Regions from separate parts of the Sus scrofa genome. Here region 2 is linked to region 1. The links are chromatin contacts, called in public HiChIP or PLAC-seq maps. All regions are on one chromosome and are shown on one strand. The core of a region is the stretch at or near the end of the contact, and the rest is flanking DNA. Distances in the headings are between cores, read along the strand shown.

Region 1 (7,251 bases), core at 2,764-5,263:
TCTAATTAAAAGACAGTGCATGGATGCAACTAGAGATTATCATACTAAGTGAAATCCAAAGAGAAGGACAAATCCCATATGAAATCACTGATATGTGAAATCTAAAATATGACACAAATGAACCTAGCTACAAAACAGAAAGACTCACAGACATACAGAAGAGACCTGTGGCTGCCAAGAGGGAGCAGGAAGAAAGTGGGATGGACTGGGAGTTTGGGGTGAATAGATGCAAACTCTTACATTTAGAATGGACAAGTGATGAGGTCCGACTGTACAGTGCCCAGGAAACTATATCCAATCTCTCGGGATAGACCATGATGAAAAATAACGTTTTGAAGAAGAGCATAAAAATAATAATAACAAAAGACAGAGAGGTTCTAGCTGGCGATAGAGGCAACCAACACATAAAATGCACAGATGAGGATGCGGGCTCGCCGGGAGAAGAGGGTCTTGGTAGACAAGAGCAGAGAGATGATATTTAAAGGCAAGTAATCGAGGGGGGACTGCACGGCGATAAAGTGAATAGTGTGAATTTAAACCGAGACTTGCCTAGTGGACGAGCCATAGCAATTACTGATAGGGAAATTTTCTCCACTGCAAAGGAAGAAACCAAGTGAGAAACAGTTATACAATATGCCATCTAAGCCACATAGTCAGGTTAATGAAGTGCAAACTGCCAGATCCACTTCTTCTAACAATACATTTTGAGTGCCTTTTGTGGATTTGTCAGATAACTGTAGGCAGCTGTTCGCCTTTCCCCCTCCACAGCCCCCCAAATAGTAACATCGACATTCTTGAACAAATACTGCACCCAGGGCACAGCTCAAGACCTCCATGGACCACTGGAGATGAAGCTGGAGAATGAACCTGTGAAGACACTGAGACTTTGAAGTTAAATGAGCAGAATTTCATTACGCTTTTAGATGTTTACGGAGAAAAAAGCAAGTCTGATTATTTAATCACTTACATCGTTTAGGATCTCAACTAAAGGTGATCACGTATCTGCAACCCATCTGAAGGGCTACGGCCTTAGAATTTTTCATGGCCCGTTGGAAAATCACTTAAATGTCTATAATGTGTAAAAATTTCATCCAGTGAAAATATCCTAGAACTGCATAAATGTTTATGATTTTGGACATTTCTAGACAGAAGGATTAATGAAATCAATAACTCTTATATCCTTCCACCGATCCTAACTCACCCTTGATTATACCAAAGAAACAATACTATCAGAATCAACATGATATGTTTTCCTTGCATTTTGACAGAGATTATCTCATACAATACTCATAATCATTAAATAGCGTTCACTGTACAGACAGGAAAAATGAGGCCAAGAGGTCAAGGGTCATAGAGCTAATGAGTAACAGAAGGAGAATTTGTTCCCTTTCCTTCTTTTTCCAAATCTGAGGGGTACGCCCTCACACAGCAACTGCTTACCATGACATATTTATTTTCTTGTTTAATTATAAACCCTCCCAAACATGGTTCTAATCCGCAGACACTTGTCTGGAGTCCATTAATAAAACCATCCTGTTATATTAGTCCCTTAAGAGGCTTCTGAATTGCAAAGTCAGGCATTCACTGTGTAGTTCAGTCCATAGATGATGCGCACTTACTGAGTGCCTGCTGTGTACCAAACGTAATGGCCAACCACTCTTTGAGACTTACACATGGCACATGATGTTCCAGGCTATCCGCAGCCTAGAATGCCGCTGACATTTCTTACTTTGGAGTGGGGGTCGTCCCTGTGCAAGTTCCTTGAAGCCTTCCTCTTGAGGCCTCCACTGCAACTTCACTTTGCTGTGTTTTCTGACCACTACGTCATCAGCTTCCTCAGTTTATGCATTACATATTAGCAGACATAATATAGATTAGAACACTTTTTGAAAATTAACTGGTGATAAAACCAATCTTAACAACAAATAAAACCAGATTTGGATGATTATATTTTTGACCTTTTCTCTCCATGAGCAATAACCATCATTCGAGAGATGGTCGAAAACCTATTCAAGTGTTAATACAGACAAAATGAATAAATCCTGGGAAAGTTGGGAAAGTACACTGCTGGTTGGCATCCAAAATGCTGTAAAATATAAAAGGAATGCAAAGTAAACTATATTTTCTTTCCTTTTGCTTCAAATATCTGTCCATAAACATTGGCACACACATAGGACTATATTGTGTCAGCTGTAAAAATATAGAAAAATAATCTCAATTACTATAAACTAGAGAGTTATGGTAACCAGTCTTTCAAATAAATCACCATGTGTCACAATTTGGCATCAACTCTGATCCTTATGAATAATTCACATTTTGTGCATTAATAATTCATGACTTCTTTCTATTGGAATGCTCTCTAGCACAAGAATGGATGTCTCTTACCAATTTCCTCAACTGACATGATGGAGTAAATCTAAAATTAGAACGGTGTTTTTCAATGCTCCTTTTAAAACGGTAACACTTGGCTGGCCCATAGGTTATCCAAAATACAAAATTCTTATTATTTCTTGCCCTTTGCATGACAGTCACTAGGTTAAGCAATAGTTGTTCCTATTGATGAGGATATTTACATAATGTAAAAGAAAACCAAGGAAACTCAGGGTTAATAGGGATTGGTTCGTTCTGTTATAGGTCTCCCTAATTATATATTTATATATTCACAATAACACAGGGCATAGTTGCTAAAACATGGTACCAAGGCAGCCGGGGAGTGGGGGAGCGGGGGGGGGGGAGGACCAAAACAAAACAGGCAGGAGTTTTTAATAAATACAGACTTTTCCCACCAGCAGGTTTTCCTCTCTAGCTGTTTAACACAGAGAATTTTCTTTTAGTTTTCAGTAAAATTATCTGGCACACAAAAAGCCCAAAGAGCAAATAACAGAAAGGTGCCGGTGACATATATTTGTAAAGAAAGACAATCACTTTATCACTATAACTCTACTCCCACTGTGGCCATTCCTCATCCCTGCTGATATTTTTTCAGACATTCCAAAAGTAAACTTTCCTTCCCTCACTCCCTCGCCCAAATAAACAAATCACACACACACTAAACACACACAGCAACAGCACTTGACATAAGGCAAAGAGAAAAGAGTCTGAAATTTCAACAACAAAAAGAATCATTCCAGGGTCCCCCCCCCACCCCCACCCCAGAATTAGGGTGAGTTCTTTCTGAAGTCGATCAGTGAAAGTGCAAAAGGGACAAGAGCAAAAGGGAGGGGGTTTTAAGAGAGGAGCCATCCTCGTGCCAACTCTGCGCCCTACAAGTACCTTCCGCTTCATTCATGCTTCCTTTTAGTACCTATTTAGGGAGGGAGCACTCGCTCAGTGCCAGGGATTATGTTCCGCCCTAAATAATCTTCCAGCGGGCAGCCAGTGCGTATTCCAGCAACAAAACCACAACGCGCCTCTGCCAACACCTGGGCGGGGGCTGGGTCACTGTCCAGGACCCCGGAGTCCGAAACCCTTTCAACTTGGCGGAAACCTCCCCTTGGGGTCAGAGGGTCACGGGGCTATTCACACTGAGAGCGTCTGCCCTTTCTCAGCCAGTCGATCCATCCCCTGGAAAAGTTAAGTTGGCAGCGAATGGGAAGAGGGGCACCCGGCAGGCTCAGCACCCCCTCCCGGGTTTCTCAGCTCCAACTCCCATGGCTACCGAGAAATATTTATTTCCATTTGATGGGCTCCAGTGGCTACTGAAGCCGAACACGCGGCCACCATCAGAAAGCCAAGTCATCCGAGAGATAAAGATAGATTCATTACACACCTAGACCCGGCCTTAGAGGGGCAGCCCCAGCAGATGTGGGTTTCGGCTGAGAAACCACAGCGCGATTCCCCAGCGCGCAGCCTGGAATCTCCTTCCACCCTCGGGGATGCTGGCTAAGGATAAAGACAATTGAACCGGCGAACAGTAGGGAGGGGGGAAAAAAAGGATCGATACTTACCCCTAGGCGTCTGCTCCGGATCCTCACGTACCCTTGCTTCACTATGTCATTAAAATTGGAAGCCATCCCGGACAGCCGGTGACCCCCCTCACCCAAGCGCACGCACCCTAAGCGGCTGCAGGGGAGGGCGGAGGGCAGGGGCGACAGAAGGCTTTGTGGTGGGGGAGGAGAAAGTGGACGAGGTGAAGCGGAGACCGCGGCGGCCCCGGCGGGGCTTCAGAAGGCGCACATCACTTTCTGCGTCCCCCAAAGCCTGAAAGTGGGCGGCCGGCTTGCAGCCACTTTGGGGGAGCGCAGAGAGCGCGCAGCGCCGCGAGGCGAGGCTGGAGCGCCGGCGTCAGCTGACTCATCTGCCAGCCTGCCAGGAGGAGGAGCGGCGGCTGCTCAGGGATCCTGACCAGCCTCCTCCCGGGGGCCCGGGAGGAGAAGGAGGAGGAGGAAGAAGAGAAGGAGGAAGGGGTGGGGGTGGAGGAGGGCGAGGAGGAGGAGCCGCGCGGCCCGGGTGCCCGGCGGTGCCACCCGCAGGCAGACACACGGAAATGCGCGCCCCCTCCCCCCTTCCCCACCCACCTGGCCCGACCCGCCTCCCCTTCCGACCCCTCCTCTCGTCCGGGACCCCGACTTGCTCCTGCCCGCCCCCCGCAGCTCGCCCACACCCGCCGAGATGAGGCTCAATCTCTTCTTGCTCCGGGCTTATTTTAGATGGAGAGGAAATTTCACTTTTTTTCCCAGCCGCCGCCTACCTCGCCTCTCCCTTCGCCCCATCTCTTCCCTGAGAAGGACTGGCTTTGACCACTGTGGTGCGTGTGTCTAGGGGGGCGGTGTTGCCAAGGTTTGCCTTGACCTTGGCATATGAGGGGAGGGATATTGCCCTGGCTTAAGCTGCGTGCTTCCTTGGGTTTCCTTGGCATCCTGGACCCAGCTCTCCGATGATATCATTTGCCACATTTTCCTTGTCTGAGCCTGTCTTTCCCGCCCGAATGCGAGTTTCCCAGGGCCGACCCTTCGCCTCATTAACAAGTGTACCCCCAAAGCCTTACCCCAGCGCAGGTACTGAAGACATCCTTGGTGTCAGGCATCCTCTAAGCCCTTTGGGTGGGCTCATTTAAACTCCCCTGTACCCTATAAAGTACACCCCCACCTTATGCGAATACCAGGATCATATTTATGCCTCCCTAGCCTAGCAATAGAGCTCCTGTTCACAGCCATTGCAGGATACTGCCTAGAGAATAAGACACTGGATTTTACAGGCACCTGCCCCTGAAACATGTTTGAATTGAGAACAGCTAACGTAGAGTGGCACCAGGCATTAGGCATTGTGCTAATCCTGTAAAGGGAATCACGAGATAGGTACCATCATCCACCTTTCATAAAAACTGAAGCTCAGAAGAGTTTAGAGGCTTGTCTCAGGTCCTGCAGGAAGGGAGGTGTGTTGACACCAGCTCCTGGTAAACCCTGTCCCACGCCCCTTCTGAAGAGCACATGCCATGGAGAGGGAGGTTACTGGCTGTTCCCAAGGAAGCCCTTTCTAACCAACGGCACTATCCACAAAGGCCAAGCCGGCATCAGAAATTTCACAGTTCTTGTGCACCGGAGGTGACCAAACCAAGGCTGGGGACTCGGCGCTACTGAGAAGAATCATTTATTTAGTAGATTCTTTGACCCAATGACATCTGAAGGCTTTTCATCTCTAAGATTATATGAATCTTTCCTTTCTCCCTTGGCAACATGAGCTTTTCTCACTTTGGTTTGATGGGTGTCAGTTCAAGAAGAGAATCACTCAAGAATGTGCCATAGGGGAACTGAGGCTACACTGGGACAATCAAAAGCAAATCTTCTGGCAGGGAGAACTCTTTCTTGTTATATAGTAAACCATTAGCTCTGTCATCCTATTGTCATTGACTGTAAATGATGTTTTAAGTTTAAATCTCTCACCAACAGAGGATGAAATGATAAAAAAAAATCATTTGAAGAGTTCTTTTTGAAGGCTTAGACCTTTAAAAAAAATTACTGTCCATGGTTGCCATGAAATAGACACGGAAGGCATTTAGCCAACACATCGTTCGTAGACTAACACACAGTATCATAGAAGCAAAGAATAAAGGAATTTAGGCATTAAGGCGTCTGAAGCGAATGGCTCAAGATAACAGAAATAATTACTGAAAGAAATTGACTAAGAAATCCACCCCCTGATAGCTAATGTTGAGTTTTATCAACATCCATAAATAATTAAGCTAGAAGTGAAAAGTGAGGAAACTAGAATCAAACTAGAAAATATCAGACTAGATGTGAAGAAACCAGTGATTTTCTTATTTATTTGCAAGATGAAATCCAATGTATGGTTTTGCTTGTTTTGGGTGAAGTCAAACTGATACACCTGCAAAACACAAACTGTGATATGCTGTTCAAGGGCAGACAGCCACTTATGCTTGTCCAAAATGTGCTCTACACAACTGTTGCAGAAGGGGAAAGGAGTAATTCACAAAGATACACAATGTCAGTAGTGCTTATAGAGTTGCACAGTGCACAACTTGCACAACCATGCATTGCCGAACAGATACCCAATCACACAAAATTGTTTCACTGGAGATAAGTCTGACACAAAAATCATTTCAATCCCTATTTTTAACTCAATTTTTAATACTTAGAACTTCCTATTTGTAGTATCCATTTCTGTCTGTTTCCTTAGCACGCAAAGTCCAATGATGGTTCCAATAGTGATCACCATTTTCACTTGGGCTACACTTATCCCCTGCTCCCAGTCTTGTACCCTGCTTTCCCTCAAAGGCACTGATTGGTTTACACCCAGACACATGACCTAAGTTGATGAATTAAGAGTTAATTACATGACTTTTGCTGAATATCAGGGCAAAGGTTCACACTGTCATTGGCTGAAGTGGAGTCTGCCAGTGGATGGATGCAGCCCAGGAGTTTTGGGAATGGAGGCCACACAGAAGAAGCAGAGCCAAGAGATAGAGAAGCAAACCAGGAGTTCCCGGGTGGTTCAGAGGGTTAGGGATCTGGCATGGTCACTGCTGTAGTGCAGGTTTAATCACATACCATGGGCCAGGCCAAAAAAAAAGCTCTTTTTTTAAATAAAAAGGAAGCAAACCAAATCCTGATAGTACGGTTTGAATCCCTCTATCCAGCACCCCAGGAACCTATTATGTTATATAGGTGAAACTGGTATAACAGACCTCAAATGATAAATTCAGTAGAGTGGATATTTGCATGGTGGGCAGTGCCAGGCCACCTACTTGCCAACCTGCAGGGCCATCTGTGTCAAGAAGATGTGGAAGCCCAG
Region 2 (6,952 bases), core at 2,582-5,081, 120 kb before region 1:
TTCTCCCTGCTCTGGCCATCTGAGACATCCACCTAAGGGTTTCTGCTGCCTGAAGCCAAGCTAGTAGATAACTTTATCCCTCCTGCTTGCTACTTACATAATGGAGGAGGATTTGTATCTCATACCTGGACTGGTCAGTGAATATTTGAGCAGGAACCTACCACATGGTCAATTTCCAGTTCTGCAGAAGCAATTGGTTGGATCTATCCCCCACCCCCGCCAAATATTGAAACTTCCATCACTGATGACCACTTCCCATCCTGGTACCACCACCAAATGCCCTCTCCATGAGGTACTCCGGTTGTCCGATGCTGGCCACATCCAACACTTTAATATTATAAGAAAAAATAGCCATACGAGTGAGGCAAAGCACGTGTCTGCTGGGGGAAACAAAAGCTGCGACCTGTATTGAAGGATGTCTCTGGTGTCTCTAAAAATGATTGACTCTGGTTAAGATCACAAGTGGCCTCTGATTTTAGTGCTAGGTATTTGGAAGTATTGCTTTTTCCTTTGACGAACTCCTAGGAGAAAAAGTGAATCCACATGGCTTGGAGGGGAGAGATTGGTTAAATGAGTGCATTTGTATCTAATGCCTAAGAGCCAGGGTGTAGCACGGGGGTCAGTGCAGGCCAAATCCTGGCAGCCTCTGTTGTACGGCCCAGACTAAGAATGGAAGAAGAGGAGGGAGAATCAGCAGAGGGGTGGGGAGAAGGGAAGGAAGAAAAACAGAAGCAGCAGCAGCCATATGTGGCTCCTAAAAGCCTAAAATCCTTGGCAACTGGCCCTTTTCAGAAAATGTTTGCCACTTCTTGGTGGAGATGGATAAATCACTTATTCCCTAACATCTCAAAATCGATTTCAAGTGGCATTGAATTGACACAATTCATCTCTCAGTCCCTGTCCCCATTCCTCTCTCCTCTTTGCCATGATCGATACTGGCAAAACTGTGTTGCTTATCAAGCCCATCTGGTCAACCCGTTGCACCCTCTGCTCACATGTGAACATCTTAAACTCATACCATGACCTGCGGTCTTGCCATCATCGTGTACTCAGTTTATTGCCTACGTAGGGAGCCACCGTATTAAACATTAAGATGAGTGTCAGAATTTATAAACAAAGCTATAACCTGAGAGCAACATCTGGTTTGTCTCCTTTTCCTGAGAGGCACAGCCATCAGCTAAATTATGACCACGGCAAGGTGACAAGACCTTATAGCTCTGGAGAGAAATGGTATAAAGTAGTCAACTGAAAAGGACCATTACAAGTCAACTGAAAGGACCATTACAAGATACCACTGAATTAGGTTTTTTAAGAGACTCAGAACATGACATTCCCCTCCCCAAATATACAGAAACAAAAGTCAGAGCAAATTTAAGGTGGAAGCCTGAGTTCTATCTGCATCTATTCTGCCTAAAGGGTTTAGCCTGTCTTAATTCTCTATGAGTAAACATAGCTTAACAACACTTAGCCTCTTTTAATTTCTAATGAATTCGCCAAGAGTGTTTATTATGACTTCTGATTTCATTAATTTAATTTTAGCCGAGGAAGTACAGCACTGTGGACACTGGAGGCAGCAACACCTGGATCTGAATCTTGGCTCCATCATTTCTAGCTGTGTGTCCACACCTCAAACTCCTTAATTATAAAAATGGGGTGGCAGCGCCCATGTCAGTGGACTCACATTGAAGATTAAAGTTAATACATGTATGATGCTCGGCAGAGTACCTAGCACATAGTAGGTTTTCAATGACTGTCAGAGTCACTGTCATCACCAGCAGCTGCAGCTGTAGCACGTAGCTAACTCCTGTTCATCCGAAAACTCTGCTCAGTCACAACCTTCTCTGCAAAGATGACCCCACCCCATTTACAGCACCTGAAAACTTCCCTACCAAGCTTTTAAAAACCATTCTTTCTTTCTTTCTTTTTTCTTTTGTATGGCTCCACCCACAGCATAGGGAAGGTCCCAGGCTAGGGACTGAATCGGAGCTACAGCTGCTGGCCTAAACCACAGCCACAGCCACGCCAGATGTAAGCCACATCTATTTGCAACCTACACTGCAGCTAGTGGCAACACTGATCCTTAACCCACTGAGCAAGGCCAGGGATTGAACCCACATCCTCATGGATACTAGTCAGGTTCTGAACCCACTGAGCCATTATTTCTTATGTGTTTTTTATGCCTTCCAGTGGAAGGCACGTCCTCTTCCTCTTCCTCACCCATGTATCCATTGTTTGCCCTATGCTGCAAGCTCAACTACTGTTTCTGTTCCTATAAATACAATTACATAGCCATGGTTTTTCAGAAACATGGACGGAAGAGACAGACAGACAGTGAAATATTAAAGCCCCCTCCCAGAACCCTCAAACCACAGTCCTGCCCCCCAGGACTACCTGGAATATTTGGATCCTGCTGGATGTTCACCTTCTGAGTTTACAAAGCATGTGTGTGTGTGTGTGTGTGTGTGTGTGTGTGCGCGTGAGTGAGTGTGTGTGTGGGACTCTGCCCCTGCCCTGCCTCTGCCTCATTCATGCGCCTCACACACCTTTGATACTACTGAGGGTGACCCTATTTAGCGGAATCGTTTCATTCCTTTTACAGCACAAGGTATCAAATTATTCCCTTTGGGTGGACACTGACACTGTTTCTAGTTTTTTCTATCACAACACACAAGCTCCCCCTAAATGGGAACTTCATCTTCTTCAGTCACCTCCCCATCACTTCATGGACAGAAGGACTCAGAAAATATGCGTCGAACAGCAGAATGTAAGAAAAAAGGAGTGACTCACTCCACGAGCATGCGTCCACATCATCGTTGCTCCTGCTCGTGTGTTTTTAAACCCCTAGAAGTTGTTGTTGAGTAAAGGCAGGTATGCATTCAGTTTTGATCAACAGGGACAAACTGCCCTCCAAAGAGACCACATTAAGCTGAAATACAAGACTCATGATACTGTTGCATGTTTGGAGGGGTTTAAATCATAACTTCTTACCGGAATTTCAAGCTCCTTCAAAAAGACAAAAGATTTTTTTTTTTTACACATTAAGTTCTCTCCAAGATCTACTTTGCAAGCAGTAGATAGGTGTTTCAATAAAAGATTGTTGAATTACAATTAGTATGCCAGGATATAAAAGGGGTTTATATTTTTTTTCAGGAACAAAACAAAACAAAACAAAAGGCGGTGACTGCTTTAAGTAATACACTAAAAAAAAAAAAAAAAAAAATGTAGCTTAGCCCAATCAGTAGAGGTAAAAACTGATTTCTCTGTGGGTGGAGGAATGGGGACCAGGTGGTGAGAAGAGTGTTTATACACATCAAATCCCAGCAGGCAAGGGTCTTTTTAAGTGTCTGAGAGGTAGTGAAATTGATTCTGTGCTTTCTTTAATGCCCTCTACATAAAAAAAAAAAAGTGGAAACAATTACTTTTTAAATTAGGATGAATATAAATTACTTTGATTTCCAGAATTGTAGAAGCGTTCCACTTGAACTTGACACATGCATTAACAAATTTTATTAGCGAAACCAAATCTGGAAGTAAATCTCTCAATTAAACAAACAAGAGAAGGGGACACAGAAACAGCTCAGGTTCCACTCTCAAACCTGGGTGCAGAATCAGGGCTGCAGAGGATGAGGGAGACTAGACGTCACCCTGGGGCCCCAATGTCGCCCCGGGTGGAGCCCCCGGGGGAGCCTGTGAAATTGCTGTCATTCTCCACTTTGTCACTCTAGCCTGGAAAGAACGTCTAAAAATGACAGGCCCCGGCTGTGGAATGAGGCACATCCCACACTGCCACTCTTTGTTCCAAAATTAGACTCTGTCATACACACTGATCTCCAAGGTGGCAAAAATAGCTTGTGGCTCAGGGAGTCCCAAACAGTCCCAGCGGAGTTTCCCTGCAGCTCCTCCAGAGAGGCCGCTGGCAGCTTGCAAGCAGACCAGTTCCTGCCGTCCCAGCTCATCCAACACTCGGCCCTTCCTCATTCCTCAGGTCCGCTGGCCCTCTTGTATGTCCTCTTTAGAATGAATAATAAATAGCACACGGAATTGAAAAAGTGAGGAGGCGGGGGAGTTCCCGCTGTGGCTCAATGGGATCTGGGGCATCTTGGAAGAGCTGGGACACAAGTTCGATCCCCAGCCCGGCACAGTGTGTTAAGGATCCATCATTGTCACAGCTGTGGCTTAGGTCTCGACTGTGGCTCAGATCTGATCCCTGGCCTGGGAGCTCATACGCCTCAGGGCGGCCTAAAATGAAAGACAGAAGAAAAAAAAAAAGTCAGGAGGTGGAGGAAGAATGAGGAGACGTGAGAGTGTTACCAAAAGCTATGGGATTTCTTGTGAAAAGCAGTTGTGTGTTTGTTAGTTTTTGGTCTTTTTGTCTTTTTAGGGCTGGACTCGAGGCATAAGGAGGTTCCCAGGCTAGGGGTCCAATCAGGGCTACATAGCTGCCTACACCACAGCCACAGCAACACGGGATCCAAGCCACGTCTGCGACCTACACCACAGCTCACAGCAACGCCGAATCCTGAACCCACTGAGCGAGGCCAGGGATTGAACCCATGTCCTCATGGATGCTAGTCGGGTTTGCTAACCGCTGAGCCATGATGGGAACGCCAGGTCTGTTTCTTTTTTAGATATACTCCAAGTTGGTATGTATTTGTGAAAGGTGCTCTGATGTTCAGGACCATTTGAAAACACTGGCAGTGCTCAGGGAGGATGTAAGAGAAACACAAAGCCTTTAAAACCCTTCTCGGGAGTAAAGTCTTGTGGGCAGGGGCCGAGGTTTAGGAGCCAGATGAGAGGAGCCTGCCTTCTGGGCTCCAACAGCGATGAGCACCAGGGCTCAAGGGACTTAGCCACCGTCAGCATCGATTTTTTTTTTTTAATCTATAAGAGCTGGGCAGTGACTCCTTCCAGGTCAAGGGTCATGAATAACACTCCCTTGAATTATAAGACCCAAGGGAGCGGGTTTCTCCTGCCCATTAGCGCTATATCCTCGATCACGTAACAGAGCATATTAAGTCCTCAATAAACCTTTCTGAATGAACAAATGCATGAGAACAAATGCATGAATCTAGCTCACAGAGCTACCGTGAGGATTTGAGAAGGAGCAAGTCACGTGGCTTGATGAGCGGCTGTTGTTATGAAGAGCCTGGCACATAAATCATAAGTCAATGGTTATATTAGCCAAACCCCCTCGGGCTGGAAACATACGTCACGCTTTCTCTTGGGTGAAACCTCAAGGAAAATCAAAGCACTAAATAAACACAATTCCAGAAGTTTGCAATGTGTGGGGACAGATACCAAAGTGGCACCCACGGTGTCCCCTGCAGAGGTGCACACCCTCGTGGTCCCCTCCCCTGGCTGTGACTTACTTCCAATCAAAAGCCCATGACAGGGTGACGGGATGTCACGGTCATGGCTAGGGTGCCCAGGACTGTGGCCCCCATTCTACAAGGGCAGGCTTTTGTGCTGGCTTTGATAAAGCAAGTGGCTGGGTGGAGAAGGCCCATCGGTGGCAAGGAACCAAGCAAGGGAGCCCTCTGGGGCTAAGGGTGGCCTCCACCTAATAGCGAACAAGAAACTGAGGTCCTTGGAACTACAGCCCCAAGGAACTAGATTCCACCAATAACCACCGTGACCTGGAGAGTGGGTCCTTCCCCAGACTAACCTTCAGATCAGACTGGAGCATCTCAGCCTCGGGAGAACCTGAAGCTGGGGGTTCCAGAAAGCCACTCAAACACTCCCGACCCGCAACAACTATGAGATAATCAATGTGTATTGTTTTACGGTGCAGAGTGTGTGGCACTTTGTTACCCAGCAAGAGAAAACTGATACAGGTGGTAACACAGGCAGGATAGCAATTGGTCACAGCATGGGTAGCAAATGCCCAGAGAAGGGCCACCTGCTGAGTGACAATAGAGAGTGGTGGAGACTGTGGAGAAATGAAGATCCCTATTCTACCTGAAGAAGGGAGATGCCACCAAGCGTTTCTGATGGTTGCCACACAGGGCACTTTTCAAGATACAGGAATCTGAATTTTACGTGAAACCTCTTAACTTTTCAACGTCAGCCACGAGCCACGAATTTTTAGAACGGCAGTGAGCTGATCTCACGCAGGGCAGACAAAACACGTCTGGGGGCTGGATTCTGCGATAAAGCCTCAAGAGGGGGGTTATCCCAGCACACCTGCTCCAAATTTGAGCCCCACTACTTCCACGCTGGGGGAGCTGGGCCTTAATCCAAAGGTCACTGTGCGGGTTGGAAAGGACACACAAAGCCCTTACAATATTCTGTTACAGAGTAAAGACATGATACAGCTTGACTACCCGAGTTACCTGTGGTTATCGTAACAAATTACCACAACTTGGGGGCTTGAAACAACACAAAGTTATTCTCCTGTGGCTCTGGAGGTCAGAGTCTAAAATCAGATTCACTGGGTTCAAGTCAAGGTGTCTGCCAGGCTGGTTCCTCTTGGAGGCCCCAGGGGAGAATCCATTTCCTTGTATTTGTCCAGTTTCTACATCCTTTGGGACGCATCTCCTTCTACCTTCAAAATCATCAGGGCAGACTTTTCAAATCTCTGTCCCTCTATTTCTATTGTCAGATCACTTTCCGTCTGGCTCTGACGCCTCCTGCTGCCTTCTTACAAGGACCCTGTGATGACACTGGGTCCACCTGGCCCATCCAGCATAATATCCCATCTCAAGACTTTCCCGTAACCCCATCTGCGAAGCCCCTTTTTCCATCTAAGGTAATGTCTACAGGTTCCATGGCTGAAGATGTGTTCTAGCCTACCACACTAATAGCAATAATGATAACCAAAAAAATTATTATTATTATCTGACCCACAAGTCTCTTCTTTATGACTTCTGGGCTTCAGGGTCATAAGTCAGATCCAAACCAACGCACCCAAGGCTGCAATTGCAAACTGTCATGGGTGCCCCAGTGAAGAGGC

Evidence for each region. HiChIP or PLAC-seq counts read pairs in DNA pulled down with a chosen protein or histone mark.
Region 2: a contact with region 1 is called in an H3K27ac HiChIP or PLAC-seq map of skeletal muscle. The contact joins the enhancer-like site here to the promoter of DOK5 in region 1. A contact is called at or near these places in 6 of 47 Hi-C or Micro-C datasets (embryonic fibroblasts, fetal heart ventricle, heart right ventricle and 2 more) and 1 of 2 datasets of contacts at active chromatin or transcription factors (skeletal muscle).

Annotation. Positions count from the first base shown.
Region 1 is chr17:55,387,836-55,395,086 of Sscrofa11.1, reverse strand. DOK5 (docking protein 5) reads right to left here and starts at 4,013. Exons shown (of 8, transcript NM_001123107.1): 1 at 3,948-4,013. The coding sequence starts at 4,013.
Region 2 is chr17:55,509,825-55,516,776 of Sscrofa11.1, reverse strand. The region is part of intron 6 of DOK5 (docking protein 5); the gene reads right to left. Among named protein-coding and RNA genes, the nearest start is that of DOK5, 120 kb to the right of the region's middle. Within about 2 kb of position 3,831, at least 4 of the 83 cell types and tissues checked have an H3K27ac peak or open chromatin away from gene starts, as enhancers often do. A contact at or near this core is called in skeletal muscle, where this site is marked.